Linked DNA regions of Triticum aestivum: region 1 is linked to region 2. Evidence: chromatin contacts called from public Hi-C data. All regions are on one chromosome and are shown on one strand. The core of a region is the stretch at or near the end of the contact, and the rest is flanking DNA. Distances in the headings are between cores, read along the strand shown. Region 1 holds the start of LOC123116368. Region 2 holds the start of LOC123112344 (probable WRKY transcription factor 2).

Evidence for each region. Hi-C and Micro-C count contacts between places; a contact is called where the count stands out from the background.
Region 1: a Hi-C map of leaf shows a contact between it and region 2, with 4 times the contacts expected there. The contact joins the promoter of LOC123116368 here to the promoter of LOC123112344 in region 2. A contact is called at or near these places in 2 of 5 Hi-C or Micro-C datasets (both in leaf) and 1 of 1 datasets of contacts at active chromatin or transcription factors (leaf).

What each region holds. Positions count from the first base shown.
Region 1 is chr5B:442,985,741-442,990,237 of IWGSC CS RefSeq v2.1, forward strand. LOC123116368 reads right to left here and starts at 2,623. Exons shown (of 5, transcript XM_044537334.1): 1 at 2,255-2,623; 2 at 2,073-2,109; 3 at 1,840-1,961; 4 at 1,681-1,744; 5 at 917-1,398. The coding sequence starts at 2,500. The coding sequence ends at 1,682.
Region 2 is chr5B:442,833,759-442,838,136 of IWGSC CS RefSeq v2.1, forward strand. It overlaps LOC123112344 (probable WRKY transcription factor 2), which reads right to left and starts at 1,784. Exons shown (of 6, transcript XM_044533302.1): 1 at 1,306-1,784; 2 at 109-595. The coding sequence starts at 573.

The DNA.
Region 1 (4,497 bases), core at 1,373-3,872, 150 kb after region 2:
GTTCAGTTCAGGGATGCTACTTTTCCACTGACAGGAACAGCTGGAATGGTGTCCTGTTACACTCGGATAGGAGCTGGAACGGTGTCTTGTTCGTCGGAAAGCTTCTGCCGCTGCCCGAATATTTGACGGTTCAACAGAAATAGGGTCTCCGAAATCATTCAAAGTTCCCCGGATGCAGGACACATGACTACAGGGGCATATTGATGCAGTGGTGGTGTTCCATATGCAGTATGATGGTCGCACCAACTTAAACATCATTGCCACGAGTTAGTTAACACGTAAATAAATGTATAATCAGCGCAGGAGTCATTGCCATATGTTTTACGACTTTATTAAGAGCCTCGCTCCCAATTTCTTTCCATTAATTAATGGAACTGATGATCATCATTGATGTATCCTTTGGCTGTGTGCATCACAATGACGCAAAGGCCGGGGTTACCCTTGTTTTCTCAAAAATAATCATTGATGCATCCTTCCCACTTACAAGATGATGATCCTACCGGACCCGTTACTGAAAAAAGTAGGCGCCGTCAGCAATGGCTCGCATGTTCTTTACCCTGATATCAGGTCTCTGTAATCAGAATGTAGCTGGTGCAAATCCCTGAAGAAGTACATTGAAATATCAGGTCTCTGTAATCAGAATGTAGCTGGTGCAAATCAATCCATCTACGCGAATGCAAGCCGCTGAACGCCTTCTGCACGACATAGTTCGCGGCTGCCAAAACATCCGACAATCGAACATAAAATGGTGTCAAAAGTAGGTCATTTGAAGTCCCCCCCAACCCCGATGCAGGAGAACAAGATTCAGACCTGTACTGACTTCCGCATTTCATCACAAGGATGCACATGACTGTAAGAGATCAGCTTACAGCACCAAAATTCTCTTCAAACATGAAAAGTACGATACGAGGGCGTGTGAAGTGCAAGAACAGCATATCAGAATAACATAACACCAGATCCGTCTGTGCGTAGAAATTACAATCGAATTACAGATGGTTCATGGAGGACTATGTGAACCAATTCTGTGAGTGATTGTGGGCTTTCAGTTCTACCCGAGGGCTGTCCACATCACAAGACATAATGAACACATGACTACAGTGACATACTGATGCAGTTGCATCCCAAATGCAGTATGATGAGCACACCAACTTAAGCATCATTGGCAGGAGTTAGCTAACGCATAAGTGTACAACATCATTGCCATATCCTTTCCGCTCACAAAAAAGATGATCCTACGCCTACCAAACCCGGTACTGAAAAAGTAGGCACCCTCAGCAACAGCTCGCATGTTCTTTACCCTGAAGAAATACATTGAAATGTCAGGTCTCTGCAACCACAATGTAGCTGGTGCAAGCCAATCCATCTATGCAGACGCAAATCCTGAAGCTCCATACCATGCTACTCCTCAAGCAGCAAAGAAGGTGTTAGGGAAAATTCAAAAAATAAAAGGTGTTATAGCTATAGCAACTTCAGCAACTTCGCTTCAGCAATTCAGTCCATTACACCAATATACTCAGAGTCTCATAGCTATAGCTGAACTGCTAACTAGAACTACCAAACATGATACTGCTAGTGCTAAAAAAGACCTCAAGTGTTTGATCTAGAACCTAAGTTGGATAGTTTCAGTATAATGCAAGAACAAAATAGATAATGAACAGTGAACACTTGGGGAACAGATACCTCAGTAAGCCGCGGGGCTGTCGTCAAGCTGGTCCTCATCTTCGATCTCCACCTCCAAGATTTCCTGGACAAACCCAAAAAACCTCGTCACCATCTTTGATATAACTTCCCCCCACGCTCCAGGAGGAACAACAGCGAGCTGGAAGAAGAAGAGCTCACCGGTATACGGTTCTTGAGGTAGTTGCCAATCCGCGCGACGACGGTGGCGCGGGTGTGCCAGAACTTTCCCTTGAGGCGGAGCTTCACGAACGGCCCGTCCAGCTCCGCCAGATCAACTTGCCCTGCCATCATCAGTCACCATTCACGATGAGGAAGGAATGGCAAACTTCAGCAGGGCGACTGGATCGGTGCTGCAGTGCAGTTCGTGAAAGGAATTGGCTTGGATTTTTCACCTGTTATGCCGACCGACGTGTCGAATAGCTGGGCCAGCTGAAACGCGGTGCGGGAGACCAACAACAATGGCGTTCGTCAGTTAATTTGGACGTAGGCTGTCAGTCACCGTGAGCCGTGGGCGGCCGTGCAAAACAGATATGTTCTTCGGTGTGGATGTGAGAGGGAAGGATGCCTTGCTTGCCTCGGCTTTGGCGTCGACGATGGCCTGCCGGACGTTGTCCTCGGTGAGGTCGAGCGACGCGGTGATGGAGGCGGCGCGAGCGCGACACGGCCGACGCCTGCACCGCGGGCTGCGGAAGATGTGTCCGGTTGAAGTCCTGAGAGGCGAGAGACGGGTGCGGGGAGGAGCGGACCGGAGAGACGAGGCGGCGGCGCTGAGGCGAGGGAGGAGGACGGCGAGGCGGGCGTGGATGGCGACGAAGGCCATGGCCGTGGCGGATGCTGAGAGCAGACGCTGCCGGGTGGGGCCTCCTTATCTTTCTTTTCGAGTGGGAGGCAGGCAGGAGAGTCTTCCCAACAAAATCCACTGGACTGTTTGGTTGCGGTTTGAGCTTCCGCACTCGGCCCAGTGAAACCTATGTCGTCGCTTGGGCGGGCCACATTCTGCAAACCCGTTTGGCTGCCTATATGAACACCCAAAATCCACTAAAAAAAAGTACAGATGCCCCCCCAAAAAAAACTAAAAAAAGTACAGCCCATATGAACACCTAAAAAAAAATTGTGCCCGTATGTATGTCTGTACTTTTGTCTAAAAAACAATCTCCAAGTAAAAAAAAAATACAATTGATAGGTTTGGGGAGCAACTAGCACATGAGTACTCGTGCGGGCTCCCGCAAAGGTAACTACTGGTGCGCTGAGAGCGCGTCACTTGGCGCACTCTCATCCACCGACACGTGTCGCGTGCTGAGTGCTTTCTCAAGATTTTTATTTTTATTTTTTTGTATGGGTCGAGTTTTAGATGATTTTTTCCTTTCTCATGGAAGACACAAATTTGCTTCCGCGAGAGGCAGAACTCCACCTTTTGAAAAGGGAAAGCGCGTTTTTTTGCTTCCACCAGAGGCGCGATTTTACTTCACGTGGAGGCACAAATTTACTTTCGTGAGAGGCACCAAAAAAAGAAAAAATGTGCTTCCTTTTTTTTTTCTTCCGCGAGAGGCACAAACGTGTCAAGGCATAAATTTGCTTCCATAAGAGGCAAAGTTGTGCCTCTCAAAAAAGAAAAAGAACGCGTTTCTTCTTCTTTCATGAGAGGCACAGATTTGTTTTCGCGAGAGGCATAACTGTTCCCTTTTGGAAAAGGAAAAAAAGTGAAAAATTCATGCTTCCAGTCAAGTTTTTGTCCGGTTTTCTCATATACAAAGTTTGACGAAAAGTATGAACATGGAATCTAGTTTTAAAGATCTCGACGCGAGGAATCTAATGGTGAACATGGTTCGGGATTTAGATGCATGGTTTAAGAGATAAACCATTTTGAATAAATAAATTTACGGGAAAAGAAAAACTCTCAGGTTATGACAAGTGAGGTTTGTCTTAGCTTCTTTGGCTTTCTCTTTTCCGAGCCTTCTTTTCTTTTCTAAATGATAACGCCCACATGTGTGACACTTATCAACATGGCCCAAATGCAGTTGATACCGTATGATTCATTTGCATGAATATTGCAGCAACTGCCATCTTGGTCGAGAGCCACGTAAGCACCCAGCGTTGTGTGAGTGTTATCATTTAGTGCCACACGTGTGGGCGCTCCTCGCCCGAACGGACACACGACGCTCGCCCGACGACGCTTGCACGATGATAGATGGCAACTACAGTTGTGCATATGTGGCAACTAGTTAATCACACACGACAACTACCATACGTGGCAACTCTAATTAGTTACACACGACAACTATATTTAATGATACATGGCAAGTAAAGTTAATTATATATGGCAACTACAGTAATTAGACATGACAACTATAGTTAATTACACACGCAAACTAAAGATAGTTACACACGTGATCGTGCTCATGGGGTTAGGGTGAGTAGTTGCCACACAGGGTCGTGTGGGCCGTCGTAGCTACGCACGAAGGTGTGGGCAGTTTTAATGTTTGCCCACATAGGATCATGTGGGCTGGCTCCTGGGTACAACCGGACGAGTCGTGTGGTCAGGTGTTCATTGTGCCACACGTGTGGTGAATATCGGCGTCCTTTCTTTTTTGTTTCAATTGAGTTTTTCAGTAATGTCAACCAACGCAACACAAAAAAACCTAACGTAAATAGAGTAACTTGGAATAATGTAGACCAAATCAGTACTTTTTTCTAGAACCACATCCCGCATTAACTAAATCAAATTTAATTAAATCTTAACAAAATCTCAACTAAGTCATATTTTCCTCACGTTCCCTCACCCGTAACGAAATCAAAATGAATTTTATCATAAATATA
Region 2 (4,378 bases), core at 534-3,033:
GGTACGGAGGGGATTAGAGGGAAGAGCAAACGATCATGTCCAGCGGCCTATTAAACCCGGATAGAGAAAGTAATTATTGGTGGCACCAGTTATGAGAAGATGGCATACCATAGCATTGTAGAGAAAGACCGGTGACTCAAGAAGAGTAGTTGGACTAAGACCAGGTGGAATTGCTATGGGTGATCGAATAACTGTGGATGAACCCACACGAGATGTATCAATCTTGGGGATACTGAAACCAGCTCTCGAAGCCCTGCGCTCAGCTAGAGATCCCTGTGGGTTTGATTTCTGATTAGCATTGAACGAATTTGGTTGCAGGGAAAAATCCTTTTGGGGTGTAGCTGTATCTGTAGCTGACTGAGCAGGCACTTGCTCCCTCAAATCCACAAGCTCTCCTCTCTTCTCTGATTGATCATGGGGCTTGTTGCTCACATGTTCGCCGAAAAAATTGGAGAATTGACCAGAGCTGAAGTCTTCATTCAAGAAGCTTGACATGAGCGTTCTCGGGCTGGGTGTCGGCGGCATGGCCATCCAGTCCTCCATGAGGGATCCACGATCGCTGGTGCCGGCCATGTGAGCAAGAAATCTTCCTCAGCTGAAACAACAAGGTACACCACATTAGTACTACTGTCAAAACACTTGGATGCTTGACTGTGAAATTAAGCAAAAGCTTCCTTTTCACGACAGCACAACTTACAATAAATGCTGATCAGAATCAGTAGTAAGCACAACAAATTATGCAGGTGCTATGACATAGTAAAAGGCAACCAATCATAAATGGGCAGTACACAGACCGACACAATTCTGTTTTCCACTGGGCTACATCATGGCAGCAGGTAGAGATGAAGAAACAAATTCAGGGGAACTGAAACCTTGATTAAACCACTGAACGAACTCATACGGAAATGCTGTAATTTTTACAGGCATACATATGCTCTGAATCATTGCACAAGAAAACAGAGGAGAGATATTCGACATGAAATGGAGAATCCAACCCACTGCTGGCCACGAGCTGAATCCCCATAGATGCAATTTCGATGTGAAATGGAAAGATTCCATAATAACTGAAATAAGAACCCCCTTTGTTTAGAGAGAGAAACCATGACTGAAATGGGTAAAATTTTGAAACCAAGATGCAAATTTTACAGCCAACCCGTCTCGGTAATCATCAATAACTCCCGGACAATCAATTCCGGCGCCGAATCAGCCGCACGCACGAGTATATAGACAAACAAACCCCGCGAAATAAAGGCGGACAAGAAAAGGAAGAAATGCCCAATCGGCACCTCATGAAGTGGACGATACCTCCGATACCGAACGATTGATCCGTCTTCTCCTCCCCCGAAACAGAAGGCGGATGGACGGAGCGGCGCGGCGCGGAGGGGTTCAGATCATGTGCTCCCGCCGGTGACGGAGAAGAAACAATTCAGGCGAAACCGGACGACCTAAAATTTCTTCGCCTCCCACCAACCAAGAAGGGAGGGAGGGAGGGAGGGAGCCGCCGCGAACGGGGGGAAACAAAGATCTTGCCGGGCGCAGACGGGCGAGGGTAGGTCTGGACCGACTCCACTGGACAAGAACAACTCCCCCGGCCTCTCCCGGAAAACGAGGAACACACCGAAAGAACCAGAGGAGAGAGGGGGAGAGAGAGGGAGATTGTGGAGGTGCCCCGCCTCGATTCCCAGCCCGCACCTGGGTTGGTTCTCCGCTCCGGGTGCCGCTACTTTTTTTAAGGGGGGTAGAGAAGAGCGAAAGGCGGTTTGACCAAGGAGAAGGCGAAGAAGAAGGTGGGGTGGGGTGGGAGGGGAGGATGATTCCGTTGCTGCCACTGGTGGGCTGGCTCTGCTCCAACTCAACTCTAATTGGCAAAAGCTGTCCTCGCTCCGATTTTTGTTTGTTTGTTTTCTCTGCTGCTCTAAATGAGAAGAGTTATACTCTGAAAGTTTGTATTTTTGTGTACTCACAACTGTGTGCTGGCATGGATGGATGGATGGATGGTCGTTGGTGAATGGCTTTTTGTATGGTGGAGGCTGATTTTTTGGTGCGGAGTTACTGGTGATAATCTGTGCTTTTACCCTGCGATTAGTGGGAAACGGCTCCCTACTTTCGCTGCTGCCTTGGCCATGGAAGAAAGCAGAGGGAGCGGCCGTTGCATCAACCATTTCTTGCGCAGCATCGGTGGAGACAAGAGGATAGGGGTTTGACTGGCCAGGTGTGAGGAGTCCTGATCTAGATGGATGGATGGGCATGCAGGAAAACAGGGGGGAGCGGGTTGCAAAAGAGACGCGCGTAATGCGCGGAGGGTCGGGATATTTCCTCCTGTGGTCTTTTTTACTCTGCATATTAGGTTTGTCTGAAATTAAACTCTTCAAAATTTGATCAGGTTTATACAAAAAATTAATAACATTCACATAACAACGTCAATATCATTAGATCCATCTTGGAATATATTTTTATACTATATTTATTAGGTATTGTAGAAGTTAATATTCTTTAATATAAATTTGATCAAAATTAGTAAAGTTTAACAACATACTAATCTAATATGCAGACTGAAAAGGACCGGCCGGAGTAGCATGATTCCTCATGGTATGTGAAGAAGATGCCAAAAAAAGGAAGAAAAAAACTAATGCAATGATTTTTCCTTTTTGTCCCAACAAATCACTGAGAAAAGTCATTGCACACACGGTGCATACAGACCATGGATAAGCAACTTGCAGCATGTATGCAATATTTTGTACCATGTCATGTGCGTGCGTGTGTGTGTGTGTGTGGGCACGCGCGCGTGTGGGAAAACGAGATTGTAACATGCCAACCGGAGGTATGTAAGTAACATGAAAATTCCTTCAATCATTCTGACCTTCATTTAGGAGCATTGATCTTGCCATTCGGGCTAGTTGACAAAAAATCTAGCTTGCCGAAGCCTCACCGCCATTGGATTATGGGACCCCTAGTGCCACTCCTCGTGGTCTCTGTGCCTTTCCGAAGCTTGGCGGCGTAGAGGGCTTTGGTTCTAAGCTCCAATTCAAGGTCCATGGCAGTGAGCGCCAATGGGAGGAGGGAGGGGGTGTCAAGGGGAGCCCCGGAGGAGGATGAGAGAGGAGCAGCCACATAAGGCTTCTATGAGGAAGTTATCTTGCACTTGTGTGAGTCCACAGGGAAGAAGCATCCCTAGCGGAAAGTGCGGGCGGAAGACCCGGTCAATCAAATCAATCGGGCGGGGGGTGTCATTTCCTTTATATATTCACATCGTAATAATTTTCTGAAACTCTAATTTATTAGCAAGGTATAATGCAAAACCATATTTAGAAATGTAATTTCATATCATGATTTTTGGTTGGAGAATCATTTTTATGTTTTCAAAGGAAATACTAATAAAATATCAAACAAACGTATGTATCTACATGAAAAATCCCCAAATCACTGACCTTCATTTTGGAGCACCAAACTCGTTGTTTGGGCCCCTCGACCGCAAATCTAGCCCGCCAAAGCCCCACCACCATTGGATCAGGGGACCCCCTAGAGCCACTCCTCGTAGTCTTGGTGCCTTCATGGGGCTTGGCGGCATAGATGGCTTTGGTTTTGAGCTCCAGTTGAAGGTACATGGCGGTAAGCGCTGATGGGAGGAGCGAGGGGAGGAGCCCCAGAGGCGTCTGGGAGAGGAGCAACTACATGAGGCTCCTATGAGGACGTTACCTTGAGCTTGTCTAAGTCCAAGGGGAAGAGAAATCGCTAGCGGAAAGTACGGGCGAAATACCTAGTCAATCCAACCATCCTGGCAACATGTATCATTTACCCTATATATCCATGTCATCGATAATTTACTGAAACTCTAATTTATTAACAAGGTACAATGCAAGACCATATGTAGCAAAAGTATTTCCGTATCACAACCTTTGTTGGAGAATCATTTTCATGTTTGGAAAGGAAATACTAAAATAGCAAACGAATGTATGTATGTAACATGAAAAATACCCAAATCACTAACCTTTCTGGAGCACCGAACTCGCTGTTTGGGCCCTTCGACGAAAAATCTAGCTCGCCGGAGCCCCACCACCATTGGATCGGGGACCCCTAGAGCCACTCCCCGTAGTGTTAGTGCCTTCCCGGGGCTTGGCGGCATAGATGGCTTTGGTTCTGAGCTCCATTTGACGGTCCATGGAGGTGAGCACCGATGGGAGGAGGGAGAGGAGGAGTCTTGGAAAGGAGCATTTACATGAGGCTCCTATGAGGACATTACCTTAAGCTTGTCTGAATCCAAGGGGAAGAGACATCGCTAGCGGAAAAGTGCGGGCGAAAGACCCGGTCAATCCGACCGTCTTGGCGACTGGTATCATTTACCTTTATATATCCATGTCATCAATAATTTACTGAAACT